Regions from separate parts of the Pan troglodytes genome. Here regions 2, 3 and 4 are each linked to region 1. The links are chromatin contacts, called in public Hi-C maps. All regions are on one chromosome and are shown on one strand. Each heading gives the region's core, a stretch centred on a gene start, on an enhancer-like site or on the middle of the called end of the contact. The rest is flanking DNA. Distances are from core to core; before and after follow the strand shown. Region 1 holds the start of SOX9 (SRY-box transcription factor 9). Region 2 overlaps LOC454852 (a long non-coding RNA gene). Region 3 has its middle 290 kb from the start of SOX9. Region 4 overlaps LOC454852 (a long non-coding RNA gene).

What was found. Hi-C and Micro-C count contacts between places; a contact is called where the count stands out from the background.
Region 2: a Hi-C map of stem cell-derived neural progenitor cells shows a contact between it and region 1, with 15 times the contacts expected there. The contact joins the enhancer-like site here to the promoter of SOX9 in region 1. A contact is called at or near these places in 4 of 7 Hi-C or Micro-C datasets (blood, induced pluripotent stem cells, a lymphoblastoid cell line and 1 more), 1 of 1 datasets of contacts at active chromatin or transcription factors (stem cell-derived excitatory neurons) and 1 of 1 other capture datasets (stem cell-derived neural stem cells).
Region 3: a Hi-C map of stem cell-derived neural progenitor cells shows a contact between it and region 1, with 9 times the contacts expected there. The contact joins the enhancer-like site here to the promoter of SOX9 in region 1. A contact is called at or near these places in 1 of 7 Hi-C or Micro-C datasets (stem cell-derived neural progenitor cells) and 1 of 1 datasets of contacts at active chromatin or transcription factors (stem cell-derived excitatory neurons).
Region 4: a contact with region 1 is called in a Hi-C map of stem cell-derived neural progenitor cells, with 6 times the contacts expected there. The contact joins the enhancer-like site here to the promoter of SOX9 in region 1. A contact is called at or near these places in 1 of 7 Hi-C or Micro-C datasets (stem cell-derived neural progenitor cells) and 1 of 1 datasets of contacts at active chromatin or transcription factors (stem cell-derived excitatory neurons).

The regions. Positions count from the first base shown.
Region 1 is chr19:85,077,272-85,084,604 of NHGRI_mPanTro3-v2.0_pri, reverse strand. It overlaps SOX9 (SRY-box transcription factor 9), which reads right to left and starts at 3,776. Exons shown (of 3, transcript NM_001009029.1): 1 at 3,346-3,776; 2 at 2,194-2,447; 3 at 779-1,623. The coding sequence starts at 3,776. The coding sequence ends at 779.
Region 2 is chr19:85,496,762-85,504,094 of NHGRI_mPanTro3-v2.0_pri, reverse strand. All of the region lies in intron 1 of LOC454852 (a long non-coding RNA gene), which reads left to right. Among named protein-coding and RNA genes, the nearest start is that of SOX9, 420 kb to the right of the region's middle. Within about 2 kb of position 3,349, at least 12 of the 24 cell types and tissues checked have an H3K27ac peak or open chromatin away from gene starts, as enhancers often do. A contact at or near this core is called in induced pluripotent stem cells, a lymphoblastoid cell line, stem cell-derived neural progenitor cells and 1 more, where this site is marked.
Region 3 is chr19:84,786,828-84,794,160 of NHGRI_mPanTro3-v2.0_pri, reverse strand. No RefSeq gene overlaps it. Among named protein-coding and RNA genes, the nearest start is that of SOX9, 290 kb to the left of the region's middle. Within about 2 kb of position 3,355, at least 13 of the 24 cell types and tissues checked have an H3K27ac peak or open chromatin away from gene starts, as enhancers often do. A contact at or near this core is called in stem cell-derived excitatory neurons and stem cell-derived neural progenitor cells, where this site is marked.
Region 4 is chr19:85,363,677-85,371,009 of NHGRI_mPanTro3-v2.0_pri, reverse strand. LOC454852 (a long non-coding RNA gene) reads left to right here. Exons shown (of 3, transcript XR_010153373.1): 3 at 6,291-7,333. Among named protein-coding and RNA genes, the nearest start is that of SOX9, 290 kb to the right of the region's middle. Within about 2 kb of position 3,514, at least 5 of the 24 cell types and tissues checked have an H3K27ac peak or open chromatin away from gene starts, as enhancers often do. A contact at or near this core is called in stem cell-derived neural progenitor cells, where this site is marked.

The DNA of each region.
Region 1 (7,333 bases), core at 2,527-5,026:
CTAGACTATTGTTTACTCTCATAATTGCAAAATAAGGCCTTTATTTTTTTTTAAGGCAGCTCCTCCTTAAATCGCAAAGCCTGAGGAATTAAGCAAAGTTAACCCCCAAAACTGATCACATAACACAATTCTGTTTTTAAATGTTAATACAACAGGATTTTTTTTTTCTTTTTGTAAGAGAAAGCAAATCTGTACAAAAATATTCTGGTTGCAAGAAAAGCTAGGGCACACTGTTCAACTAAGTAGTTTAGCTGTTGGAAAAATAAGAGCATTTAATTTTATCTAAAAATATGTATAAATCCCCTCAAAATGGTAATGAATCATACACAGTACATACTAAAAATATTTAAAATAGAGAATATTCCTCACAGAGGACTTTTTTCTTTAATTACTGCTAAAAAAATAATTACAAAGTCCAAACAGGCAGATTTAGCACACTGATCACACGATTCTCCATCATCCTCCACGCTTGCTCTGAAGAGGGTTTAAAAAGTCCAGTTTCTCGTTGATTTCGCTGCTCCATTTAGCCAAGGTTGGCCTGGCCACTGATTGGCCACAAGTGGGTAATGCGCTTGGATAGGTCATGTTTGTGTCTTGGAAATTTGGGTACGAGTTGCCTTTAGCTTAAATGTCTTTAAGGAAGAAGAAGAAGAAAAAACAAAACAAAATAAAAAAACAAAAAAACACAAATGTCCAAAGGGAATTCTGGTTGGTCCTCTCTTTCTTCGGTTATTTTTAGGATCATCTCGGCCATCTTCGCCCTTCGTGGGAGGCCTCCTCAAGGTCGAGTGAGCTGTGTGTAGACGGGTTGTTCCCAGTGCTGGGGGCTGTGGGTCTGCGGGATGGAAGGGACCCCAGAGGTGTCGGCGATGGGGGTGTACATGGGGCGCTGAGCGGGGTTCATGTAGGTGAAGGTGGAGTAGAGGCCGGTGCCCTGGCCTGCCGCGTGGCTGTAGTAGGAGCTGGAGTTCTGGTGGTCGGTGTAGTCGTACTGTGAGCGGGTGATGGGCGGGTAGGAGGGGCTGTAGTGTGGGAGGTTGAAGGGGCTGTAGGCGATCTGTTGGGGCGAGTGCTGCTGCTGCTCGCTGTAGTGGCTGGGGCTCAGCTGCTCCGTCTTGATGTGCGTTCGCTGGGACTGGCCCGGCTCGCTGCTCAGCGTGGTCAGCGTGTGCGCCTGTGGCTGCTGCGGGGGTGCCGCCGGCTGCTGTGGGGGCGCCGCCTGCGGCTGCGGGGGCGCCTGCGGGGCCGGCGGGGCCTGTGGGGGCTGCTGCGGGGGTGGCGGCGGCGCCTGCTGCTTGGACATCCACACGTGGCCCGCGCTCGCCGGGGTGGCCGCGGTGCTGCTGATGCCGTAGCTGCCTGTGTAGGTGACCTGGCCGTGCGTGGCCGGCACCCCCGGGTGGCCGTTGGGCGGCAGGTACTGGTCAAACTCGTTGACGTCGAAGGTCTCGATGTTGGAGATGACGTCGCTGCTCAGCTCGCCGATGTCCACGTCGCGGAAGTCGATAGGGGGCTGTCTGCCCCCCTCTGGCAAGGGGCGCCCCTCTCGCTTCAGGTCAGCCTTTCCCGGCTGCACGTCGGTTTTGGGGGTGGTGGGTGGGGTCGGTGGGCCCTGGGATTGCCCTGTGGACAATAAAAGAACAAGCACGAGAAAATCAACAAGGGCTGTGCAGACGTCCTAGTCTTAGGCACCCTCCGGGGACCCTCCCTCGCTGCTAAAGTGTAATAAGGATCCGCACCCGCGCAAGAGGCGCGCTGCACCGGAGATAAGTCGCCCAATGATTAACCCGCCGGTACACACTGGACAGCCCCCTTTTATCAGGGGAGGGTCTGGGGCCCGGAGGGTCCGGAAGACCTAATTGCTACTTGTGTAAGAGCCCTGTGTGTGCTTTTGGGGTGGGGGAGCAGAGAAGAAGGGAGAGGTCTTGTAAGGCTGTTAAGGGCATTTTACCTCCCAATAAAAAAGTTAATCTCTTCGGATTCTGGGATTGAGTTGGGGTGTGTGTGTTTGTGTGTGTGTTGTTTGGATGCCTCTTAGGCTCTGGGTAGAGAGGGGAGCGGGACGGGCGCAAAGGGCAGTGTGTCCCTCCCGGGAAGCATAAAGTCCCCACGAAGAATCTCCCAGGCGGAGGGCAGGGGGTGTGCCAGGCGGGACGGAGATGGCTTGTCCGGCGGGGTCGAGGGGCGACTCACCCGAGTGCTCGCCGGGGGAGTGCACCTCGCTCATGCCGGAGGAGGAGTGTGGCGAGTCGGCCTGCAGCGCCTTGAAGATGGCGTTGGGGGAGATGTGCGTCTGCTCCGTGGCCTCCTCTGCCTCCGCCTGCCCGTTCTTCACCGACTTCCTCCGCCGCGGCTGGTACTTGTAATCCGGGTGGTCCTTCTTGTGCTGCACGCGCAGCCGCTCCGCCTCCTCCACGAAGGGCCGCTTCTCGCTCTCGTTCAGAAGTCTGCTCGGGGCGGGGCGGGGGGCACAGAGAAAAAGAGGGAGAGGGGTCAGTGAAATCCGCCAAACTGTCAGGTCGGCGGGGAGGAGGCGGCGACCCAGACCACTCGGCTTCCTCTGCACACAACTCCATCTTCCCTCCTGCCTGCAACCACAGCTCATAACTTTTCTTAAAAATAAATAAATAAGTTATTGCAGTCTGACCTGAGCGGTCACTCCCCGCCCCCTCCCTCCCCTCCCCTTCTATTTCTATTTTGGAAACGCTGGAGATGAAAACGACTCCCGGTGCTGCCCCCTAAACGCCTTTGCTGCTCGACTTACCGCCCCCAACCCCAACCCCCTTTGAAAACTTTCCCCCAAATTACTTAAGCCGCAAGAAGGTCCCCAATTCTCACCCCCCACCATATACTCCCACCTATTTCCAGTAGCCTCCCTCCTCCCGCCTCCCAGTTCCTGCCAAGGGTCTCCTCCAACCTCGGTTTCTCCCTTGCCCCATCTCCGTGGGTGTAGTGGGGCCGCACGAGAGTGTGCAGTTTTAAGAGGCCGGGTAGGAAGGAGGGAGGCAAATTTCACTTCCCCGCCCCGATTGAGCTTCCAGGCGACTGGAGAGCAGGCTGGCAGCCCCCTCCTTCGGTCTCCCACCAGTCTTCGTCCATCCTCCAGCTACCTCCCTCACCTCTTCCACTTACCACCCCCCTCCTCCGCGTCCCCGCGAGCAGCCCAAGAACTTTGTCAAACTCTGAGCCACAGTTACACCCCATTCCCACTCCCACCCCCATCCCGCCGGCTCCCGGAACGGCAACTCCCGGGCGATGGGAGGCGGGGCGGGGCAAATCAGCCCTGACCAGCGCCCCCAGCCGCCGCGATGCCCACCCTGCCGCGCCGCCCCCGCCGGGTCCTACCTCCAGAGCTTGCCCAGCGTCTTGCTGAGCTCGGCGTTGTGCAAGTGCGGGTACTGGTCCGCGAGCTTCCTGCGCGCCGCCTGCGCCCACACCATGAAGGCGTTCATGGGCCGCTTGACGTGCGGCTTGTTCTTGCTGGAGCCGTTGACGCGCACCGGCATGGGCACCAGCGTCCAGTCGTAGCCTTTGAGCACCTGGCTGACCGCCTCGCGGATGCACACGGGGAACTTGTCCTCCTCGCTCTCTTTCTTCAGGTCGGGCTCGCCCTTGGGGAACGTGTTCTCCTGGGGCCGCGTGTTCTCGGTGTCCGAGCCGGAGCCCGACGGGCAGGGCGAGCCCGCGGAGTCCTCGGACATGGTGGGGCTGGGGGCGCCGGACAGGCCCTTCTCCTGCTCGTCGGTCATCTTCATGAAGGGGTCCAGGAGATTCATACGCGGGCCCGGGGCAGGGGGCTGGTGGCCGGGAAAGGCGAGAAGCCGCGGCTGCTCGGGGACTCGAGGCGCGGGCTCCTCTCCCCTCGGCTGCCCGGATGCGGAGCAAGCGGCTCCCGGGGAAGCTGGCGCGTCGGCCGGCTACCGCGGCGAGCACTTAGGAAGGCGCGGGGTGGCCAGTTCACAGCTGCCCGCTCCAAGTGGGGGGAGGCGAATTGGAGAGGAGGAGGAGGGGAAAAAAAGAGCAAAAGTGGGGGCGCTTGCACCCCTTCTCTTCTCCTCCTGCAAAGAAAAGTTTCCGGGGTTGAAACTGGCGAGTCTCCGCGCCACTGAAGTTTCCAGTCAGTTTCGAGCTCCGCTTTCGGCTCTCCAACTCCCAACCCAGGGTCTCTTTAATAAATACTCCGCCTCACCTTAGAGCCACCCGCCAATCACAGCACAGCAGTCCCAGGGTTGGCAGGCAGCTGATTGGACCCGATTTTGGGGAGGGAGGAGGATTGTGGCACTGGGCTGGGTGACGAGACGGGAGGGGAGGAGAGGGGAGGGGATCGCAGCCAAAGGGCGGACGGTAGGGTGGGGGGGGGGCGGGGGGTGCTGCGGGGAAGGCGGGGGACCCGGGACTTCCAAGTGTGTAAGTTTGTCGTACTCTCGGAATGCCAGAATTTTAGTGCCTTCTCCGCGCGAATCTTGTGTGTGTGTGTGTGTGTGCGCGCAAGTGTGTGTGTCTAGACTAGGATCTACCCCCACCTCCGACATTTCTTTTCACTGCTCTCTCCGCGGCACCGGGGACTTAGCTGGAGTTTGCAGTATTCGAAAAGCAGCCGCTTCTTAATGCGTAGCCGAGTTTACGCGCCTGGAGCGAGCCTGCCTGCCTGCAAAAGTGCTTAGAAATAGTCTTTTGAAGCAAATGTTTTGGTGACTCAACGCCCGCTGTTCCTCCGTAATAATCCATATAAATAGATTAACATGCTCGGGTTCGCCGGGGCTGGTGTGGCTGGTCAGGATTCTGCTGCGCTTTTGCAAAGGGAGTCAATGGAAAGCAAAGCTAAGTCCCCGCGAAGGTTGGCAGCGGCGGCCGTGGCCACGCAGGAGCCCGGCGCTCTCGAGGCCGCCCCGCGCCACATCGACCTTGAGCTCTGACAAGTCATTCTCCAGTCCCCTCTACCCGCGACCCTGCCGACGCTCCTCAGTAACAGGGCTACTGCTCTGACGTTTTGGTCTTTGCCTCCTGGCCGGGTCAAAAACGTCAGCCGAGTCGCCCTGTCTGGGGAGAGTTTGCTAACTGCTCTGGCTTTGAGAGATAGAAGTTTGCCAATGCGGCTGTCCCGGGCCGCGAGGCCCAGGCCGGTCACTTGGTTTGTAAAAGACCAAACAAATGGGCACCACCGCAGACAAAACGCTCCACTCTGGCGGAGTCGTGCTGCTTGCCTGCTTTTGCTGGCATTTACTAAACACCTGAAGGGGTGAAGCGCCGGTGCTTCTGACTCTAGTCCGGTCGGTTCAGACCTGCATGTAGTTGGGAGTTCTGGGGGAGGCATTGGTGGTGTCTCTCATGTATTTCAAGTGTGATTTGAGCACAACCGTTGTGTTTACACGAAATGCTTAGAGCCAGGTTGAGTAAGTGCGGAGCTATCTGCTCTGGGACAGAAGAAAAGTCTTGGTCGCTTGCGGGTTCTGTGCTTTCAGAATCCCAAATAAACGCACGGCATTGGGAAACTCTTAATTTTAAACTCCCCCCCCACCCTTTTGGGCTCTTGCAAAAATTCGCCTCAATTAAATTATTGTTGTGGTGAATCGGCCCACATCATAATAAAAACTAGCTTTTTTTCCCCTTTCTAATTTGCGAAGTGAGGACACTATCACAAGATCCAAATCAATGTCCTTCCGGGAGAATTTCTTAAAATCTTGTTTTCTCTCGTTGTCTTCAGAAGAAGCCCGACATTTCTTATAGGAAATGGAACTCTTCATAAGGTAGTAAGTTACAGCCTTGTTCAACAGCATTTTTTTTTTTTTAACGAATGTAACTTCTTTAAATGGGATGTTTCTGGTGCCCTATAGCTCGTTTACAAATTTAAGAGATTTGCATACAATAGCTTCGTATCCAGGGCTCTGTGATTACTTTCAGAAAGTGTAAGAACAGCATCGTCCTTTCCTAGGAGAAAAAAGTCCGCGTAGTGTGGACCTATTTCTGTGTCCCGGGTAGAAGGGCATTGTGTGTACAGTATAACTGTGTAATTCTCAGACACCTGATTCAGGAGACTCGGAGACCCTCGGGCAGACATTTTAGCCAGGTCGTCTGTACTTAGTTGTATTATATTGTAATTACCATGTTTGCTGGAATAAAGCCAGTGAAGAGGGCTATGACTTTAAGATATTTTGGAATATTTCACTAAATATATGTCAAGATATATACGTATATGTATAAATATACTTTTAATGCAATTATGCAATAAGATACTAATATGTAGAGTTTTACATCATAAACGACAGGGATTTATACATTTCCCGTTGATTTGATGCAAGCATTTTTGTATTTTACATCTTCCTGAAAACTTATGAACAGGCGACTTAAAAATGGACTGCAGTTTTCATCTGTATCCAGAGGGGGCGCCAAAAGCCCAGAAACTGTTTCCAACTCCGAGAACCAGGGAAAAGTTGGATGGTGGTGGCTGGGGGTGGTGTGTTCCAGTCAATCTGGACTGCTTTGCTGCTGAGATTTATATTTGCAGGAATTCCTACGCGATATTCCCTCCTGTGCGGATCCACCTCTGCGCAGCTCAGTGAGGGAACTTGTGTCTGTAGAGATCCGGGTGAAAAAAGAGCACTTGAGATGCCAGCCGTTTCTATTCTGCGCAGAATTTGGGGACTGAGGCCAGGAGAAGGCCCCTATCCCCCAGGTGCCAAGCGTTGCCACAGTCAGGCCAAGTCTAGCGCGTGGCATTGTCAGCTCGCGAGTGGATCGGTCCTGCATTTCTGCAGGGGCCTCCTGGTGTCCACTCCCCTTTCCCCATTCAGGGGCTCCATTCGCTTCGTTGTGTCTTTCTCAGGTCGCCCCGACCCCTCCTCCCTGACCAGGGAAGACGCGCGCAGTCCCCGACCAGAGGACCTCAGGCACAGGTAGAAGGAAAGGAACCCGCTCCTGATGTTCAGGTTACAGATCTGGAAACTAAGGCTGTTGACCCAGTGTTGGCTAGAGCATTTTGCCAGGGGCGAAACGAGCCAGGGTCCTCCATCTGATGCGGTGAGGGAGGGAAAGGGCGCAGGTCAAGAGGCAGGAGACGGAGGGCGCTTCTCCGTGTTCGGGACGTGCTTTCGGATACCCGCTCTTGAGCAAGCGCCGCGAGGTCTGCCGCCGGGAGCGGAGACACAGAGGTGCGAGTGGCTCCCCAGGGAAGCCCTCGGGAAACCGAGGTCTGGGATCTCCCCCTTTCCCCCTCTTGCACGTCCCGGACCGGCGCCGGGCTCAATTTCCCCAGCGGGGGCCGCCAATCTCTCCTCCGCGTCTACGCGGGAGCTGAGACCGGAGCCCAGAGTTGCTGGCGCAGGGCGAGTTTCGC
Region 2 (7,333 bases), core at 2,100-4,599, 420 kb before region 1:
AGAATTGATCCTGAACCATAAGGGGACATCCTGGAGGGCTTCCAAGAGGAGGTGACATTTATCCTGGCCACTGAAAGTGGTTAGCAGAGAAACGGGTGAGTGTTCCAGGTGGTGGAACATCATGTGTACAGGGGACATGGAAGGGAGAGGGTGTCTAGTGCCATGTTTTGGGGAATGCAGGTAGTTTGGGATGTCTGAGCAAATCCTGCAGGGGGTTGTAGGGGAGATGAGGTGGGTACATGGGCAGGAGGGGTCTGATGACCCCAAGCTTTGTGGCATGGTTTGAACTTCATACCCATGGAAAGGGGAAGACATCACAAGGTTTTAAATGGAGAAACTGCATGATCTGAGATGTGTCTGAGGAGCTCACTCTTTTGGAGAGGAGGATGGGTTGGGGGCAGTGGGGAGGCGGGGCCAGGAGAGACACCCAGCATTTAAGAGGCTGTTCAGGGACCCAAGAGTGAGATCAGGAACTCCCGGACCGACGTGGGAGAGGAGGGTGGGGTCTGAGGGAGACTCTTGGGGGATGATGGATTCCAGGGCCATGTTTCCTGCAGGGGAGGCTGGATTCAGAATGAATCCTGGATGTCTGGATGCTGAATCTGAATTGCCAGTGGTGTCGTTCAGAAACTGGCAAAAAAGGGAGGAAGGCAGGCTTGATGGTGGTGGGAAGGGCACTCTCAGACAAGATGCGTTCCTCAGAGGGATCCTGGGTGATCTGATTCTACAGACAATGAAATATTAATCTGTTGCGCAGGACAGATTGATGGATTGGAGCTCAAGTCTGACAGGGACCCTCAGCAGGGATCCGGGATCCCTGCTTTGGGGCAGGCATCCTATTAAACATACTAAGCACAGGATCTCATTTAATCTTCTAAATAACTTCTGATGTACAACCCCAATTACACGGAAGAGAAAAATGGGCTCTGAGAGGATGACCTGTTTGCTGATGGTTACACGGCTGTTAACTGGGATTCTGGGATCAAACCTCGGGTCTGGCTGGCTGAGAGGCTACGCTCTTTCCTGTTCTGTGCTCACCTGCGGGTTTTAGGAGCAGTCCACAGAAGATCCACTGATGAGGAACACAGACAAAGTGGGGCTGGACGGTAGGAGAGAAGCCAGGGGATCGTGGTGTCCTGGATGCTGGGAGACAAGAGGCTTCCAGGAGTGCAAATGTCAGGGCTGCAAATTCCTCTTGGAGGGAAGCACTGAGAGCTCTCATTGTACCTGGCAGTTGGGCTGTCATTGAGTGACCTTGAGTCAGAGCAGTTTCTGGGGCAGGGTGGGCGTGGAAGTCAATTGCAGAAGCCAGAGAAATGGCTGTGAGGGGCAATGCGGAGGAGTGTTTCCAGAAAGCCAGCTCCTGGGCAGGGGGCTGTCTAAAGAGCAGGGGTGGATCTACTCTGGAGATGAGGCAGAGCCCCTCCCCTACACAGCCCTCCCTGACTGGCCTCAACTGTGTATTTACAACTTCATATCTTAAAGAGGCTGCCTCTCCCTCTAGAAAACATGTATGTTTCAGGTCTCACAAAACCTGGATCCACCTACGGCTGGGGGTTTGGGGATGGATGGAAAGATGGGATCAAGGAGGGTAAGTGAAGGAGCTGGCTCTCAGGCTCTGACTCCAGGCCAGGCAACCTTGAGTGAGTTTTTGGACCTCTGGGTGCTTCCATTTCCTTTTCTGTAAAAAACAAACAAACAAACAAACAAACATCATAAAAAACTCATGTCCTAAGGTCGTGGTAAAGGTTAAAGAAGATAAAGTACAGAAGGAATTCGCACAGTGCTTTGCACAGAGCAAACGCTCTATGCTTTTCCTGTAATTTCCTGTTATAGTGTTCATATTAATATGCATATTCCTGATTGGTGCTCTGAGAACTTTTCCGTTGCTGTGTTGGGTTCCTCCAGTGGTTTGTGGATGGAGATCATGGGGTGTGTTAGTCCATTTGCATTGCTATAAAGGACTATCTGAGCCTGGGTAGTTTGTAATGAAAAGAGGTTTATTTGGCTCAGGGTTCAGCAGGCTGTACAGGAAGCATGGCCCTGGCATCTGCTTGGCTTCTGGTGAGGCCCCAGGAAGCTTCCAATCATGGCAGAAGGTAAACGGGAACCAGCATGTTACATGGCAAGAGGGAAAGCAAGAGATGGGGGAAGGTACCAGGCCCTTTTAAACAATCACATCTCACATGAACTCTTCTTTCTTTCTTTTTTTTTTTTTTTTGAGATGGAGTCTTGCTCTGTCACCCAGGCTAGAGTGCAGCGGCACAATCTTGGCTCACTGCAACCTCTACCTCCCAAGTTCAACCAGTTCTCCTGCCTCAAGCCTCTCGAGTAGCTGGGACTACAGGTGCGTGCCACCACGCCCAACTAATTTTTTTGTATTTTTAATAGAGATGGGGTTTCACCATGTTGGCCAGGCTGGTTTCGAACTTCTGACCTCCAGGGATCCACCTGACGTGGCCTCCCAAAGTACTGGGATTACAGGTGTGAGCCACCATGCCCAGCTCACATGAACTGTTCTAGTGAGAACTCACTCATTACTGTGAAGATAGCACCAAACCATTCATGAGGAATCCACCCCCATGATCCGAACACCTCCCACTAGGCCCACCTCCAACACCGGAGATCACATTTCAGTATGAGATTTGGAGGGAACAAACAGCCAAACCATATCACGTGCTCTCTTCTTGAGTCACCCCATAATTTGTACCCAAAGACCAGGGGGCATATGGGATCACGTGCTGTTTCCAGGAGAGATGTGTTGTAGGTTTGTGGGCCTTGAAGGGCTGTGGGCAGTGATCCCGCCCAGATTCTCTAGACACATGTTCCAATGGTGTCCGCTCAGAGACATGGACCCCAGATCTGCGCCATCCCCTGCAGGATGCCCCAGAGCAGCGAGATGCCCCCTTTGCTCTGGCGCCACTCTCTGAGAACCAAACCTTTTAAACTTTGAGCAAGTTGCTGGAGGAGAGAATGGGCCTGGAACTGCAAAAGTAACCTCTCTCCCAAAGGAGCAGACAGGATTCCCAAACATCCTCTGGGGCAGCCCTGGGTGGTGGAGTGCGCCTGGACAGCTGGTGTCCGTCTGCAGGCTCCTGCCTCAGGCCCTGGAGTGGCAGCTTGGCAGGTCCAGACCCTTCCCCGGGGACAGTTGCGGCTGGGAACCCTGGACCTCTTCCCTGGGCCTGAGCCGCTTCCCCGTGCGGCCGTTCGCCGAGTGGCCACTTGATGGCGCTGTGGCTCCACCGGGCGCGGGCGCGGGCGGAGCGGCGCGTCTGCTTCCAGCCGCCGGGCCGGTGCTGCCGCGGTCACCCCCGGCGCCTGGCTGTGCCCGGCGCGTCCGCCCTCCCGGCGCGCGGCTGGTGGGGTGCAGCCCTCGCGGCCAGTTCTGCCCGAAGCACAAAGCCACTGCTCAGAGCCAGCGCCTCCTGCTTGCAGCTCCCCAGTGAAAGAAGTTTGGGTCCTTGGGGGTGTTTTTCTCCCTGGCCTGGATGGTCCTGCAGAGGCCCCTTGCCACCTAATGACTTTATTCTTCTTAAAACATGTTTCTTTCTTTCTTTGCTTCTTGTTTTTGTTTTGATTTGTTTATTGGCCTGTACTCCGTTTCTGCCGTCTTACCAATAGCTCCTGACCAAGCCCGGGGCCTGCTAGAGAACTGTAGTTTAATTTAACCTCCACCGGCCAGGCTGGTCTGTTTCCTCTTTTCAAGCTTCCCTGCGGTTCTAACTTTGCTCCAAAAGATTCCTCTTGGAGCTTTTGCTTGGGAGAGAAAGGTGTTTGAACGCAGAGTTCAAGCGAGCTGGCCAAAATGGAATGCAAAAGAAGAAAATTTAAAAGAGAAAAGAAGGAGGCTTCTCAGAAATGAACTTTTCATCTGATTCCAAACATTCTGCAGTGCAGTTTTGTAAAAATACCAGAAAACACAAAGAAGGAAATAAAACACATCCATGATTTTGCGTCTAGAAATGGCTTTTGTATTTTAATATGTCTTTCCACGATTTATTGTCATTGCACAGATATACGTTCCCTTTCATCCCCCCGATTGGGTCAGTTTACTCAGTTTAGCTGGGTCGCCTGCTTTTTCATTGAACGCACTGGGAGCGTTTTTCCTTGGCAAGCTGGTTTCTGCAAGTTTCCCTCAAGGTTTCCTCAAACTCTTGAAGTTTTGCATGCGGGTCACTCCCAGGCAGGTTGCTGTGTGAGATAGCCTCACTGAAGCTGGGATTTGGACGTTTGGAAGAGGATGATTGAATTGTAGCTTCCAGGGAGGACAGAATTGTGAGCTCTTTTTGGAAGACCAGAGTTACCCATATTTGTTTGGCAAAGCGAGCAGCCCCACTTCAAGTCAGCGGTTCTCAAAGAGCCTGAGCAGGGTGCTGAATTCAGGCCTCTGAGCTTTGAGCGCCCCTCCCAGAACCCCTAGGCATCTGAATGTAGGTCGGAGGCTTCCCAGGCTGCCCGAAGTCTGGGGACTGAGAGGCAGGGCTCAGGGGTCACTGAATCAGGCCCTTCCTTGTCCCTCTGGAGGACCCCGGGATAAATGCAAAAGGCGTGTGTGTCTGTGTGTGTGTGTGTGTGTGTGTGTCTGTGTGTGGTGGGGGGATTCGGAGGTGGAGAAGGCAGATCAGGCCGCTTCTCTAGGTCTGTCCTCCCTTTGGGACAGGAGCAGTGTGGCTGCCAGAGCTGACCGCCTTCCTGCAGCTCTGAGCGTGCCGAGCCTAGCAAGCTTGTGCTTCCACCTAGAGCTGCAAAGGGCAGCGGGCAGAAACCGGGCTGGGGCTGGCATTAGCTTTCCCTCCTCCCAGTTTCTCTCCAGCGCAGCAGGGCACCTCTAGCCCGGAAAAAGAAAACTTTCTTTCTCTTATTTCTGTTTTCTGCTGCTGCTAATCTCCTCCTGAAGGGTTGTGTGGCTTCTTGGGACTCTGGAAAGAAACTGCAGGGGACGAGGACAAAGGAAACAGCTACTGTAGTCACTGCAGCTATGCAGGCTCTGTGCTAGCCCAGGAAAGGCCTGGACATTCAGGTCTGCTGTGCCGGGGGTGGGCCCCAGAACAGAGCGGTGGGCCCATCGCTCTGCAGCCACAGCTGCCGGGGCTCAAACCTTGGCTCTGCCCTTACCTGGCTTTGTGATCTTGGGGGATGCACAGGACACTCTGTGCCTCAGTTTTCTTATCTGTAAAATGGTGCAAATACCTACCAAGTCATAGGGTTGATGTAAAGTCTAGTTGAGATAATGCAGGGTAATTTCTTTTTTTTCTTAAGCTTAAATTTTGGATCCATTTTGTGTTGATTTTTGTATATTGGGTGGTAATTTCTTAGAAGCTAGAAAGTTATTAAATGCTGCTTATGAGCCAAATACTGTGCCAAGGGCTCTGTCCAGATCATTCCAGTTAATCCACCCAAGACCCCAACAGCACAGGTGTTGCTATATTTTTGTGGTGAGGAACTGAGACCCAGGGAAGTCATTGTACTTTGCCCAAAGTCACCCCGATGTCAAGCGTTAGAGCAAGAATTTGAACCCCAGAGCTTAACTCGTAATCATTTTGCTAACTGGCTGTCTCTCCAGGCCCCCATCACCCTTTCCATCACCCTCCCCTGCCCCATGGGCATCCTATCAAATGGCAGTTCCCCCCTCGCTTGCCTCAGCATCTCCAATTTAGAGCTTCATGGATCTCTTCCTGTTGAAGTCATGGGATGGATTTCCCATCTCAGAAACTGCACAAGAAACAACCTTGAAGTTTTGAACAAAGGATATTCAAGGAGTATTCAAGCATGAATCTTCATAATTGTGGTCATGAGACATGAGAAAAAAGGTGTCTACTACGTCTTGTCTCTACTCATAAAGAACATTGGCCGGGTGCGGTGGCTCACGCCTGTAATCCCAGCACTGTGAGAGGGCAAGGTGGGCGGATCACCTGAGGTCAGAAGTTCAAGACCAGCCTGGCCAACGTGACAAAACCCCATCTCTATAAAAATACAAAAATTAGCTGGGTGTGGTGGCAGGTGCCTGTAATCCCAGCTACTTGGGAGGCGAAGGCAGGAGAATTGCTTGAACCCGGGAGGCGGAGGTTGCAGTGAGCTGAGATCACACTACTGCACTCCAGCCTGGGGTACAAAGGGAGGCTCTGTTAAAAAAAAAAAAAAGAAAGAAAAAAAGAGCATTCCTTTGAAGGATGTATGTTTTGCGGGTGCTTGTGTGTGCACGTATGTGTGCACATGTGTGTAGAATCCTCACTACTGGAGGTGGAGAGAACACAGGAGCTGGAAGATGTGACTCAGGGCATCCGATGGGGGTGATAGAGAAGACAGTACCCCCCAGGAAGGCGGGGCTGGGGGTGGAGTGGAGAGAAAAGGAGGAGACAGCTGCCGAGGCAGGTGGAAAGATCTGGGGTGACTTCTTAGGCCCCCCACCTAAGTGCTTCTGTCTGGATGCCGCTTCAGTTCCCCAGATTCCTTTAAAGAAGAAAAGAGCCTTTCACTGGACACTCGGGGGGCGAGGCTTAGCAGGGCAATGGCTGAGGTGACACTTGGGTGAGAATGAGTTTCAATGAAAGTCTCATCCATCAGCCGGGGAGCAGCAGGGCTCCTCCGGCCCTTTCCATTTTGAAGAGGGTGAAGATGGTGATGAAGGATTGCTGCCGGGTGGCGGCAACGGGAAGGCTGTCACGCAGCAAACCTGGGACCTGATTTTGCTATGGTGACAGCATTTACTTTCTACTGGGCCTGATGTCTGTAGGGATGGACTTTGTGATGGACAGCTGTCAGCTGTCAGCCATCTATTTCCTCTTTAAGTCTGGCTGACTTCATTGCAGGGCTGCTGTCCTTAGGATTTGCTCACTGAGACATCTTCCAGGCTGCACAAAGCGTGACAGCACAATTTTGGAAGACTTCACACACACACACACACACACACACACACACACACACACACACACACAGAGAAGTTGTTAAGGAGTAGACCGCCAGTCGAGATGGGTGCCAGTCATAGCCTGCGAAAGCCAGAAGTGACCCCAGGCAGATGGAGATGACCCATGTTCCATCCAAGGCGAGGTTACCCGGAAATCTCACAGACCCTGTCCTCCCCCAACGTCCCCACAGAAGATCTGTCCTCAGTAAGTGGTGGTGTTACCCTAAGTCTTATTATGCTGGTGGCTGGCTTGTGTATTTATTGCCAGGACAGGAGATACCGGCCCTTCGTTGAGCTCTAAAAATAACTCCGTAGGGATATTGATATGACGTATTTCATCAAGCGGAAAAGCTTGATGAAGACGGTCCTGGGAGGACCTTGGCATGTATTGATGTATCGGGGCAATTACTGTCTCAGGTGAGACTG
Region 3 (7,333 bases), core at 2,106-4,605, 290 kb after region 1:
GTACTTGCTGGCAGAGAAGCAGGGCAAGGAGACCTACGAAAGTGATGGAAACTCTCTTTCCCACTCCCACCCCCAACCTAACTTCGGTATAATTTTATCATTTAATGCCCTGAGCTCTTTTGCAATGGTCCTTTCTGTTTAAGCCACTTTTTACTAAGACCTGTTGGAAGAAATAGTACAATAGCAGCACTTTTTTTTTTTTTTTTTTTTTTTTTTTTTTTTTTTAGTTGAATGTCCTTTGGCTCAATCTCATCGTTGGGTCTCAAGAAGATACAAGGCTGAGAATTTGCTTATCTCCCTGAAGTCTTTTTGGCAGAGATTTGGAGTCTTGGTCCACAGATTCCTGTGAATCTAAACACAAACTCATCGTAAAATAAAATGTCCGCAGAATTTAAGTAAGATCAAAAGGTCATCTGACCTAGACAGATGAGCATCTGCAGCTTTGAAATGCCTCAGAGACTTTACGAAGACCCCTAAACTAAATTTGAATTGCTCCGTACTTCTTTAGCACCCCCACCCGCCTTGGAAACATCCAGGAGAGGTGCTTATGTGGCTGAATAGCTTGGCTGGGCAGTAGGGTTCCAGCTGTCAGAGCAGAGAGTGCCCCCAGCCCACTGCCTCTTTGCAAACCATTCCCCTTTGCAGCAGCTCCACCAGGCGGCTCTAAGCCCGGGGAGGAAGGAGGAGCGGAGTGCTACTGTCCCTTTGCTGTTCTCTTGATGGGAAAGTTAACGATTTAATTGTGTCTATGTGGGATACATAATGAATGAGTCTGAATAATTCAAGACAGGATGTTAGTGAAGAGGATGCAGCCAACACCTGGGCTGCACAAAGATTTCTTTGGCTGCCTCAGGGGGAGGGGGTGTGCAGTCTTCATTTTACCAGACTGTGTTCCCCGCTGCGAACAGTCTAAACTACAGGGACATTCTCTTTCTCTTTTGAGAAGATAACTATGGCTGTTTGGATGTGTGTGTGTGTGAGAGAGAGTGCGTGTGTGCATATATGCATGTGTATGTTTGTGCATATATGTGTGTATGTGTGCATCATGTACATGCAGGTGTGTGTGTACATGCATATGTGTATGTGTGCCTGTGTGTGTGTGTCCTTGCCAAGAAAAAAAGTCAGATGACCAGTCTGGCACCTTTAAAAAGATGCTGGTCTTTATCCCTTTACTCAACCTCAGACTTGGCCCTGAGAAAAGTATCAAGCAAGCTGAATTCTCTTCTAAAGTTTTATAATAATGATAATAAAATGGACCCCTACCAAGTTCAAAGAGGCTTTTCATCTGGCTACTGTGACTGGGATCTTTGCTGAGGGGAGAATGGGAATCTGCTGAAATTCCGCTGCTTTGGGAGAAGACAGGAACAGCAAGATCAAGCACCTGGCTCACCTGAAATAACCCCAGAACTGAAATTATTTAATGACAGTGTCCTGGCTCTTTGTGGTTGAGGTGTTATATTTTAAGTAAGGGGCTGTATGTAGATTTTATAGCTTCTGAGAGTTCTATTATTTTGTTTTTCTTCTGTTAAATCTCAGAAAATAACAAGAGGAAGAATTCGTCTTCATGAATTGCAGAATTGTCAGTTCTGCAGACAATTATCAAAAATTTTATAGGAACACCTTGGGAGATGTCGAAGTGTTTATTTCAACAGCCCAAAGAAGAGAACCACAATATGGACACTCTCTGTCTCCACAAATCCCCCGATGCATGTTTTATTCAACCTTCCAATTTTTAGACAAAGATTCTTGTTAGCCTCATGAAAGACCTGGATACTGGGGGAAAGATGGTATCATATTTTCAATTATGATCAACTCACCTAATCTGACGGAAGTGGTAAGAAGGAAGCTGGTGTGTATGCTGATTGTGATTTCGAGAATAAACTCCTACTTCTAAACCACTTACAAAAGTATTTGCTTATAGGAAATGCTGTGTCTGGGTGAGGTACTAGTGGCAGTAATACCTACTGCACTGTGACAAGTATTTAATGGAATTTAGAAGTAAGGTTGAGCTAAGGATGCTCCCAATGTGGCAGGATTCACAGCAAAGTATACAAAGGAAAGACTATGAGTGGAAAGTGACTTGTTAGAATGTGAGCAGAGATGTGTCCAGAGCCTCTTCCACCTGCTCATGGGAAACCCTTAAAAGATCCTCTAAAGTCTCTCCAGTGGCTCTGTCCAAATGGAAAGAAGAGAAGGAATAAGGTAGAGTAGGAAAAGGAGTTCTTCATGCTTGGGAACGTGAAGAACATTCTCCTAAAGTAATGTTCTTATTTCTATTAATCAGCTGTGCATTGCTCAGGTGATTTCTGAGATGAGATGCATCAGAATCCGTGCATATCTTTTGTGGTTCCAGATAACAGCCTACTTCACTAAAAAAAATCTTCCAGAATCATTAAGAGCATTAATTTTTAAAACTATAGCAGGACTATGGACATCTTGTGCTTTTAGAGAATGAACACACAACACATTTTCTGGTATATCAGAGCTTACAGCTTCTATCAATTAAGAAAGTATGGCTCCACTCAATGAGCTATAAAGTGATAGCACAAGAAGGACTTTAGGAATCATTGAGCTCCCTTATCCCTTTGGACAGATGAGCAAACTGAGACCCAAACAGGAGAGGAGAGGACAAAGTCTTACCCTGGTCGCCTACTGAATTTGTGGCAGGGTCAAACAACATTCATCCCAGATTCTCAACTGACATTTCCTTATACTGTCTTCATTTTGACCATTAGCTTGTCAACTTAAAGGATTCAATTAATTCAAACAGGATCTTGTAATTAAAAAAAATAGAAAATACAAAATACAAAATCAGACTAACTTTCCATGAGTCACTTTTCCAAAATGTTTTGTATCAATGTGTAACAAACGAGGCAAATATATGAGTTGTAGCAGGACCACAGCCAAGATTCCCAAAGTGGTGGTGGTGGGGGGGGGGTGTATTTGGGAACCCCTGATACAGAAGAATCGGTTGCAGAGTCTCTTTTAGTAAATCGTTGTTTATAAGTTCCCTCTTAAAGAGAATGAAAAATTAAGACTTCATGCAAACCACAGAACAAAAGTTGAGACTTCCAGTGAAGCAAGAAAGCAGGGACTTTTAAAAAATGAGAGTGGGGGTGGGAGGAAGGAAAGGGATTCTTAATGGTATATTGTTTTCTGAGCTCTACCAATTAGCAAACATCTCTTATAAAAGGAAGAAAGAGGGAAGGAATTTCATGCACTGAAATAGCCCCAGTCAGCTGCAAACGCTCCAGGCTTCTGCAACAAGGCTTTCATCCCCCCTCCCTAACTCTGGCCATTACATCAGTCCAAGTGCATCCTGGGGCTATTGTCATGCTGATGAGACAGCCCCTGAGACTGGATTCTCCCACTGCCCGGGGAGACATTCCCACCGCAGACTGGCTCTGGGGCTCATTCAAGCTGTGCTGAATTGCCCTGGAGAATAAAAGATGCAGCCTTAATTAACCACTGCGCTCAGCTCCCAATCACAGCTTGATTGTTTTGCTGGCTGCACTCCCTGCTAAAGAGGAAATGCCAGGGCTCCTGATGCAGACCCAGCGCTGGGAAGTAGGGCTCTCCTTAGGGAGCTGGAGTTGGGTTATGTCTTGTTTTGAAAATAAAATATCTTAGAGTATTATATCGCTGTATCACTGATGTCCTGTTTTGCAGAGAGAAACAAACCTCAGTGTCTATTATTTCCCAGCCCTGCTCCTGGGATCCACCCTCATACATCTCCCACTAAGGGTCTTTCTTGCATTTTATAACTCTGGCAGAGATCTCCAGTTTATTCTCAGCACTGTATTTCATTTTCATACTGGAGAAAAGAAAAGACCCTGATCAATACTGGGGAATCAATACTGGGAAAAAGAAAAGACCCTGATTTTAAACAATATATATTGATACATACATGCATATCTGTATATGCATGCTTACATGTATATACATTTTTCTAATATATAATTTATACATATATATTTAGGGACTTGGGGCTTGATCTCTTTTTTGTTACTTTCTTTGCAACCTCTTCACCAAGAGGTTGGGTGAAATCAATAATGGTCACGTCTTTTTACTCTGTGACACTTCACCTTTGCTCCTCCCTAAAATCATAGCCATTGGCTTGATTTCTTACAGTTGAGCTCTGTTCCCTCTAATTACCGTAGAAAAAAAGGGTGTTCTTAATGGTGTATCAGAAAAAATTGAATACAGAAGTTTTAAAGATGCTGCAGCTGGTGGGGCTTATGATCTCTGAGTTCTGGATGCTGGTGACTGCGAAGACAGACAGTGGGGATCAGAAGAGGCCTCCCCATTCTCCCTGGGAGCCCAGGAAGAGTGTTGCTGGATTAAGCAGGTGGGCAACTATGGGAAGAGTCAGCCAGGCTTTGAGCAGCACTTGAGATGCTACCAGGAAGGAAGGAAAGTTGGAGTTGATTTAATTCCCCCCTCCACCCCACTTCCACTAATTTGACTCTCAAGTAAAATGACAGAGAGATTTTGAGGGCTGGAAATGAGAGATTGTATTTTTCTGGAAATGAATTCTTATGAGCACGATTTTAACAATCAGGTGCAATTTTTAGGAGATAGAGATCATGATGTGTTTTTACCATTTACCATCATTCTAGAGGAATTGGTCTGCAAGGCCAGTGTCAAGAAGGTAATTGTTCCCCTTTGCCTATTCTGGACACTGTAGGATATGCTGCTGTCCAGTGCGTGATCCCACGTTCCCATTCAGCCTGCAAGACTTCCCATGGTTATGGTCGAATAAGGGAAATCCTAGTATATTCCCAGTTCAGGCCTTCTTTTTAAGTAAAATAACAAAGCATTTAATAAATGATTCAGCATAAAATAATTTTCAGTACAATGAATCACTATATATTTTTAAATGATATGCAATTAGACCAAGACCTTAGAAGTCCTGCGTTCAGCTAGGTATCTGATATGGTTTGGCTTTGTGTTCCCACCCACATCTCATTTCGAATTGTAATTCCCACGTGTTGAGAGAGGGCCCTGTAATCCCCACCTGTGGAGAGAGGGAGGTGATTGGATCAGGGGGCGTTTTCCCCATGCTGTTCTCGTGATAGTGAGTGAGTTCTCACAAGATCTGATGGCTTTATAAGTATTTGGAAGTTCCTCCTTCATTCGTCTCCCTCCTGCAACCTTGTGAAGAAGGTGCCTGCTTCGCCTTCCGCCATGATTGTAAGTTTCCTGAGGCCTCCCCAGGCATGCGGAACCGTGAGTCAATTAAACCTCTTTCTTTTATAAATTACCCAGTCTCAGGGAAGTCCTTTATAGCAGTGTGAAAATGAATTAATACAGTATCTTAGTCATTAACCCTGACCTAATGAAACTTGACATTCCTGTAGCTTGAGTAAAGTATGTGATTCCCCTCACCAAAAATCATAACCCAAATCGAAAGTTTTTTTCTGAGCTTAATACTTTAACAATTGTACCAGGCATTCATACATGTGGAATTTATATCCATATTTCGAATGACAGAGACTTACCCACCTGTCACATTTAATAAAAAAATTAGCATGTTTTATCAAGCCATAGGATTTGAAACCACACAGCCTGTCTTCTGATTATAGCCCAGTCTCTTATGAACTGCAATTCCCTGAGCAGGCATTATTGCGATTCCAAAATTTCTTATCTCTAAATTGGGCATCGTATCATTTACCTTGCGGTGGGGGGGGGGGGGGAATTGTTGTAAGGACTAAATGGGATAAAAGATGAGAAAGTATCCTCTGAGAGTGGACAGGACATCACATAGGTGATCTGTAAGCTCTAGTTTCCTTCTCTACTCTCTCTCGTTTTTTTCTCATCGTCTGGAATTTCTAGAACGCTAATTGACTTCATTTTATTCTTCACTGCATTCATGAACAGAAGCAGAGACAGACAAAAGAATTCACAGAGCATATCTTTATTCTTTCCAGAACGTTCACCCTGTGATGCTGATGGTTTCCTGATTATCCAATCAAAAAGGAATGATGTTTATATCCCAAATTTGATCACAGAATTTTAGGGCTGCAGTGGAATTTAGGGAAATAGTCCAAGTCCTTCATTTCATAACCTTGCTTAGTTATTCTGTGGCAGAGGCAAAAAGAGAAACAGGGTCTTTTGATTCTCAGCCCAGAGCTTGGGCTGCTACCCCAGTTTACCTTAATACTTTCTTTCTTAAATTAGTTCCTCTGCTATTGACATTTTGCAGTTTAGTATTTCTCTGCAACAATTCAACATTGGATATGAAATATATTGGAGTAAAGTCAAGTCGATCAGAGGTACAGTTTGAAAACACACACACACCAACTAAAATAGAATTCAACATACTTAAAATAGCATCCTAATGTGATTTAACTACCAGGCAACATTGAATGAAAAGATAGCTCAATTGTCAGAAGCAGACATGCTGACACGGCTAGGATAATGGCTTTGAACTGTGCTTTTTGATCAGCAGAATTTTAAAAAGTGAAATGTGTAAGGGAGGAAAGACTACTTTTCTCACTCCTGGCTAGCTTTATGGTTGAGATCCCTATAGAGACCAATTAAGAAGAAAGAAAAAAATGTATACACATTGATTTAATAGGAGTCTTATGTGATATGGGAGCCTTCAGGAAGGAGGGAAAGCACAATTTGTCTCAAAGAGAGAAACAGGGAAACCTGTGTATTTTTACGCTGCTTGATGAAGAAGTGGATACTCCTGGAGAGATGATGGAAGGACAAAAGGGGGTGTGACCTACTGGTATTCAACTGAGGGGAACTTCAGCAAAGCCTGTTTGTTCAGATTCTTCTTAGTGTCTCTGTGTCTTTGTGAATAAGGATGCTCTTTTCCTGAGTACAGGGAGGATGCTTCTGAAATGAAGGTCTCATGACTTACTTTAGAAGAAGTCTGCTACGTTTTATGGCTTGCTTCAGGGAAGGGGTTAGGGGAAGATAAGAGTGACATTCCTGTGTCTGCTCTTTTCTGAAATGCCAAGGGGCCCTATTTGGGAACGCTGTCTCCTAGACTCCATCAAATGTTGCGTGGAACTCCAGTGTTCTGGAGCAGAGGGAAAAAAAGCCGCGGAGCAGAATTTCAATTTCTCTACTGTCCTATTGTTCTACCCTCATGTCCCAACTCTTAACTCATGAGGGACTTCTGAAAGAATGCTGGGCTTTATGTAGAAAGTTGTGGTGTCTTTCCAGCTACGATGCAGAAGATGGATTGTAGATCTCCCCTCACTGCCACCGGGGGTTTTATAAACATCTTCAAACAAGGCTGTGAATTTAGCCTTATTAAGCATGAGTCAGTCCCAAACTAAGCTATTTACATAATTAATAATACTCAATATTGATAGAT
Region 4 (7,333 bases), core at 2,265-4,764, 290 kb before region 1:
TCAGCCAGGGAGTTTTCACTGCTGTCTCCGTCCTGCCCTCATAGATTCTGCCTTAACTGGGTTGGGATGAGGCTGAGACAGTGGAATTTTGAAAAGCTTCCTAGATGATTCTATAGCGTAGCCAAGGTTAAGAATCACTCCTTTGGGACAGTGTTTCTACACTGGGGACACTTTTACTGTCCGCTCCCCCCATCCCAGGCATACCCCGATGTCTGAGACATTTTTGATGATCACGCCTAGGATCAGGTTGGGGGGGCTCTGGCATCTAGTGAGTAGAGGCTGGGGATGGCACTGAACATCGCACAATGCACAGGACAGTTTCCCACAACCAAGAATTGTCCCACCCCAAGCATGCCTGGTTGAGAAATCTTGCTCTAGACTAGTGGTTCTCACACTTGAGTTTGCATCAGAATCACCTGGAGAGCTTATTAAAGCAAATTGCTGGGCTGCACTCTCAGAGTTTTTTATTCAGTAAATCTGGAGTGGAGCTCAGGAACTTGCATTCCTAACAAGTTCCCAGGTGATGTCAAGCCTGTTGATCAGGGCTACAGTTTGAGAACCATTGTCTTTGAGTGACTCTGAATCCTACTTGCCTATATCTGTGATATATTGTACCCATGATGATTACTAAAAATCCAAGACAACGGGCTGGGCACGGTGGCTCACGCCTGTAATCCCAGCACCTTGGGAGGCCGAGGCAGGTGGATCACTTGAGGCCAGGAGTTCGAGACCAGCCTGGCCAATATGGTGAAACCCCACCTCTACTAAGAATACAAAAATTAGCTGGGCATGTTTTACACACCTGTAATTCCAGATACTCGGGAGGCTGAGGCAGGAGAATCACTTGAACCCGGAAGCCAGAGGTTGCAGTGAGCTGAGATCGTGCCACTGCACTCCAGCCTGGGTGAGGCTCTGTCTAAAAAAAATTAAAAAATCCAAGACAACACAACAATGACTTAACTAAGACAGAAGAGCATTTCTCTCTCACATAGAAATCCAGAGGGAGGCCATTTAAGGCTAACGTGATAGCTGTGGAGTTGTCAGCCATCTAGGCTCCCATCTTCTTGTTAGACCATCTGACTGCATGCCTTCCATTTTCCATGTCCCTGAGTCCAAGATGATTGCTGGAGCACCAGCCATCATGTCCTCATTGAAAGCAGAAGATAGTAAAGGCAGGCAAGTAAAAACTGGGGTCCTTCCAGCACCTTTTGAAGCAGCCTCCCCAGAAGTCCTGCAGCACTTCTGCTTTAATCTCCTTGGCCAGATCTTGGTCACATGGTCATATCTCACTTACAGGAAGGCTGGGAAATGTAGTCTTTTTACTCTGGGCTGCAATGTGTGACCTCCAAATTAGAGTTCTGTTACCAAGAGGAAAAGGTAGAATAGATACGGGAGTGGCCAACTAACAGATTATGCTCATCTGTGCACACCTACCCTTTCCTAAGGGTTGTGGTATATTTGGCATCTACTATGTGCCAGTTGCTTTTCATGTATTATCTCATTTAATCCTAAGAGCTTTGCAAGGTGGATAATAATATCTCTATTTTGCAATGATGAAACTGAGGCTTTCAGAGATGAAGCCACCTGCCCAAGTTATCAGTCAGCAAATGGTTTAATTTAATATTCCACTTCGAAGCCAGGGCCACTTCTTGCCTTAGATGCTCTCACAGACCTGCTCTTTTCTTGCTGAGGCTGCAGGGTGTTGGTTTGAGCTTTCCAAGCCAAATTCCAGCTCCCACCCCTTTTGCCCAGCTCCCCTTCACTGTTACCAATATCTCTCCTGTGATACTCTCTTCAAAAGGCTCTCGGAAAATACACTGTATTGACAAGATTAGTTTCTTATTGCTGGTGTGATAAATGACCACAAACTCAGTGGTCAGAATTGAATTGGAGAACACCCAGCAGGTGTCCGCAGCTCCGTGTCGGGGGGATAATCCCCACAGATTTGGTCACCAACATCTTCTGTGTTGATTGTTGTGGGGTGAGAGCAGAGGAAGAGCATGGTTGGAGAGAGTTTTCCCTGCACAGTCACGATGAGGGCTCAGAGGGACTGACAAGGAAGAAGATGGTTCTCCAGCTTGAAGAACTCAGAGAAACACGTTTAGTGGTTTATTCTAAAGGCTGTTACGAAGGCTACAGGTGAAGAGATGCATAGGGTGAGGTGTGGGGGAAGGGGTGTGGAGCTTCCATGCCCTTCCTGGATGCTCCACCCTCTAGGAACCTCCATGTGCTCAGCTATCTGGAAGCTCCCCAGAGAACCCTGTCCTCTTGGGGTTTTATGGAAGCTTCATGACATCAGTATTCCTTCCCCAAGGGTATAGGGCGGGTCCCACTCTGGGGAGGGTCTCAAGACCTATAGTCAGAAAGGTGGGGAAGATTAGTCCTGCCTTGGGGAAGAGTAGTGGCTTAAAACAACACAAATTCATTCTTTCACAGTTCTGGAGACCAGCTTCACTGAGCAAAAGTCCAGGCATTTGCGGGGCTTCCTTTTGGAAGTTCTAGGGGAGAATCTGTTTTCTTTGACCCCTTCCTTGAATCCTTCCAACCTCTTGCTTCCATTATCACACTGCCTACTACCTCTCTGGGATCAGATCTCCCTCTGCCTCTCTCTTATAAAGACACTTGTGATCACAGTTAGGGCCTACCTGGATAGTCCAGGCCAACTTCTCAAGATCCTTAATCACATCTGCACAGGCCTTTTTGCCATATGAGGTAGGATTCACAGCTTGCAGGGATCAGGATGTGGATATCTTTGGGGGCTACTATTCAGCCCCCAACAGGAGCCCTCTTGCTACTGTTCTTCCATTTCTTGTCCCCATCTTGTTTTTCCAAACACAGAATGTACATAGATTTCACTTCTGTCTGGGTTTTTTTTAAAAAGGCCAGAAACATGGTCTACAGGGCAAGGCGATGTGTTGGGAGGGTTTGTCTAATCAACTCCCAGTGGCCATAGCAACAGACATGAAAATATTCAAGTGGAAAGGGACTGGGGGTGGAGGGGAGGGTATGGAAGGATCCTGCCCTAGAGGGGCCTGTGTCACCTCAGTCAGGTGACTTAACCTGTGGAGTGATGTACGATGCAGAAGCATAATCAGTAGCTATGGTAGTTCCGTAGTGAGCTTTGCAAACCTTCCCTGTAATTCTAGGGGATCAGATCTCTAGATGCCTTCTAATTCCTGCTCCTCCTATGGTCTTTCTCTAGGCTAATAGAGGTGTGTCTTTAGTGCAATACAAATGCCATATCTAGAAGAGTTTGATTTGTGGGAAGGAGGGAGAGTTAGGATCTGCTTATGGCCTAACCTCATTTTCCTCCCTTGTGTGGATTCCCTCATCCCCCCACACACCCCTTGGCTGGGCCAGCCCGGCTGGGATGAGAGTCTGGGGTGTTGTATGTTTTGCTTTTTATTTTATTTTGCAAATGCCTCACAGCATTCCCCTCTGTGTTTAATGTCCCACTGCCAAGTGCATGCAGTTGCCCGGCAACAAGAAGGAAGTCCCTGGGTGATTCACCCGGCTGTTGCCAATTAATTTGCGAGCTGCATGCATCTCCCAGGGGAAAAGGGCTCTCTCCGAGACAGCTCAGAGGGCCGCTAACCAGGTGGAGAAACGAAACCAGAGGAAGGTCAGCAGAACTTTGGGTTTGTGTGGGGTGTTTTCAGGTCCAAATGAAAGGGTGTGTCCAGAGGGCCCTGGCAACACCTGTGGCAAAGACTCCTGGCTTCCTTCTTGGCCACCAATCAGAGAGCTGCCCGGAGCACACAAGCACTTCTGTGTCTGCACATTGGTTGCCTTTTTGATTTTTCATCCTTTTATTTTTTAGTTGACTCTAAAATGCAGACTCTCCTGTCCCAGTTCATCTGCAGAGAAATGTCTTGAACCATTTTTCTGCTTGTCAGTCCCTCTGGGCTCTCATTATGACTGTGTAGGGAAAACTCTCTCCAACCATGCTTTTCCTCTGCCCTCACACTACAACAATCAACACGGAAGACACTGGTGACCGAATGTGTGCAGGTTTCTCCCTGACACCAATTCAACTCTGATACCATCTACCTGGAGATAGCATCAGATCCCATGGGTTGAGGACTCAGTACCCAAGACTGCCCCCTCCTCCCCAGACACCAGTGGCCAGTCCGGGCCTCTGGAACTTCTCACCGACCAGCTTTAAGTTGGGGTTCCCATGACTCCCCTCTTTGGGTTCAATTAATTTGCTGGAGCAGCTCACAGAACTCAGGGAAACACATTTAGTGGTTTATTCTAAAGGCTGTTACAAAGGATACAGGTGAAGAGATGCATAGGGTGAGGTGTGGGGGAAGGGGCACTGGGCTTCCCTGTCCTCCCTGGATGCTCCACCCTCCAGGAACTTCCATGTGCCCAGCTATCTGGAAGCTCCCTGAAGAACCCTGACTTCTTGGGGTTTCATGGAAGCTTCATGACGTCAGCATTCCTTCCCCAAGGTATAGGCCAGATTCCTCTCTGGGGAGGGTCTCATGAGTCAGAAAGGTGGGGAAGATTAGAGTCCTGTCTTGGAGCAGGTGTAAGGAGGGCAGGAGAGGGATTCTGTTTCCTGAGGCCCAACATTATAGCAAAAGACTGTAACAAGGGCTGTGGGAGTTATGAGCTAGGAACTTAGGACGAAAACCCGTGTGTGTGTGTGTGTGTGTGTGTGTGTGTCTATAAAATAACACCACAGTGTCATTATCTCATCTCTGGCCACTGGTGCCCTTCTCTCTGGGTTTCCTGGCCACTGCACACATCCCCACCAAGGCCTCAGCTAGAGCCCTCATGAAGGAGAGTTCCTTTGCACCAGGTTGAGTGGGGCCCCCAGGTCTTTTGAGGGACAGAAGGGGGCCTGTTGGTTTCCAAATGCCCCCAGAATCCATCGTGCATTTCCCTCAAGGCCTTGCTGTCCTCTGGCCCCATACTTGCCTAAGGAAACCTTTGATCCATGTTATGCCTCCATTATGGCCTGTGAGGGTGGGGTTTGCCTGTCTGGCTGATTCCTGTATCCACAGCATCTAATCCAATATGGTACTTGTGAATGCATGGATTTGTGGTTGCCCAGGTATTCCTTGTGGGTTGATAGTGATTGCTAGAATCAGAGACCCAGAGGGCAGCCTCTTTGGTAAGGCCTATGTTATCTGTATCTGTGAATAGGCCTGATATGGTTTGGCTTTGTGTCCCCACCCAAATCTCATCTTGAATTGTAATCCCCATAATCCCCAGGCGTGGAGGGAGGAATCTGGTGGGAGGTGATTGGATCATGGGGGTGGGTTCCCCCATGCTGTTCTCATGATAGTGAGTGAGTTCTTATAAGATCTGATGATTTTACAAGTGTCTGGCCTTTCCCCTGCTTGCTCTTCTCTCTCCTACCGCCATGTGAGAAAGGTCCTTGCCTCCTCTTTGCCTTCCGTCACGATTGTAAGTTTCCTGAGGCCTCCCCAGCCATGTAGAACTGAGAGTCAATTAAACCTCTCTCCTTTGCAAATTACCCAGTCTCAGGTATTTCTTTATAGTGGTGTGAAAACAGACTAATACAAGGCCCCTGACTTGCACTGCTAAGACTCATCAGTTTTAAAATAGGGCACTCTCCTGAAGGCATTTGGTGCTATTCAATATATTTGTTACTCAGTAATGGAAGGTAATGTTGGGGGGTGAACATCAAGGAAAGTATCGTGAGTCCAACTCCATCTTAATTTATTTGCTATCAGAATTAGGGAAAAATAAATATATTTAATGGTGTCTTACCATTTCCTCTGAGCTATCCACTCTGAGTAAGTTCCTAATTTATTGTTAAGGGTGTTTCAGAAGCAGAGAGAAGTTCCTAGTAAATCCTAAACATTAGGATTAGGGACCAGAGCCCTGCTGTTCTGTAGCAAGAACACCGGCACCCTCTGTGCCTCGGCTTTCCACTATAAAGTGGGTGATCTACCACCCCCATGCTCCCTGCCCCATAAATCACAGAAATAATAGTGACTGGCTGAAAAACAGAATTTTCCACTTCCTCTGGACTGGCTGCGCTCAGTGGCATTTAAAAAAATCAGCTCTGGATTTCGTAGTGGGATTTGTGTAGGAGGGTTCCTGGTGATGATTCAGTGGATGGATAGTTCCTTGAGAGGTATAAATAGGCATTCCCCCACACCCACCCCCGACACTTAACTAAAATACTGCTTTTTGAAGTATATGTTCTGTTCAACAGCTAAAGCATTATAAATCAAAGACTGCAATGTGATGCTAGCCCCTGAAAGGGCAGAAGCTAGAATCTTATTCTCATGCTGTTTTTTGGTCTACAGGATGGGAAGGACTGATCCACATTCCTACCAGGAAGTTTAACGGAACCCCCGCGTGCCACCTGGACCCCCTGGAAGGACCTGGCTAAGGCTGGACCACCTCTTGAGAGGCAGGAGCTCCGGATTTGATCAAGAATTCTTTGCTGAGCATGGTGCCTCATGCCTATAATCCCAACACTTTGGGAGGCCAATGTGGGAGGATCTCTTGAGCCCAGGAGTTCAAGACTAGCCTGGGCAACACAGAGAGACCCCATCTCTAAAAAAATAATAATAATAAAATAAAAAATTAGCAGGGCATGGTGGCATGTGCCTGTAGTCCCAGCTACCCAGGAGGCTGAGGCAAGAGGATGGCTGGAGCCTGGGATGTTGAGGCTGCAATGAACTGTGATTACCCCACTGCACTCCAGCCTGGGCAAAAGAGCGAGAGACCCTGTCTCAAATAATAATAATACTAATCATCATCATCATCATCATCATCATCATCTTATTTTGGAGAATAAAGAGACCTCTGGATTTGAGGTGCCATTTGGGTAGAAAGAAAAGACCTTTACACCGAGAAATAGTCTGTGTTGACCTGAAGGAGCAGAGGAATGCATCGCTGGAGGTGACCTACAGTTGAAGAAGACTCATTATGACAGACCTTGTCCTTCTTCCTTGTGGAAAGTGTTTCCTCTGCTGCTACTGCTCATGAGACTCTTCCCCCTCCCTGTCCCAGGGAACCAAAGGGCTTTCTACCACACCCTTTCTTGCCCCCCGCCTCCCATGTCTGCTGTGCCTTTGTACTCAGCAATTCTTGTTTGCTCCATTATCTTCCAGCCGGATACAGAGTGAATAGTTAACCACACTTAGGTCAAATAGGATCTAAATTTTTGTTCCTGCTCCGTGTAAAGAGGCCAGTGTTTGTGTGTTGCAAGCAGCCTTGGAATAGTAACTCTTCTCATTTGTTTGGGATCTGGCCACCAAGTTCCAGAATGATACACGGATCAGTGCAGAAGTTCATCAGGCTCTCGGACCTTAGGGCTGTTGGAGAAGGCTTCAGCAGCAGA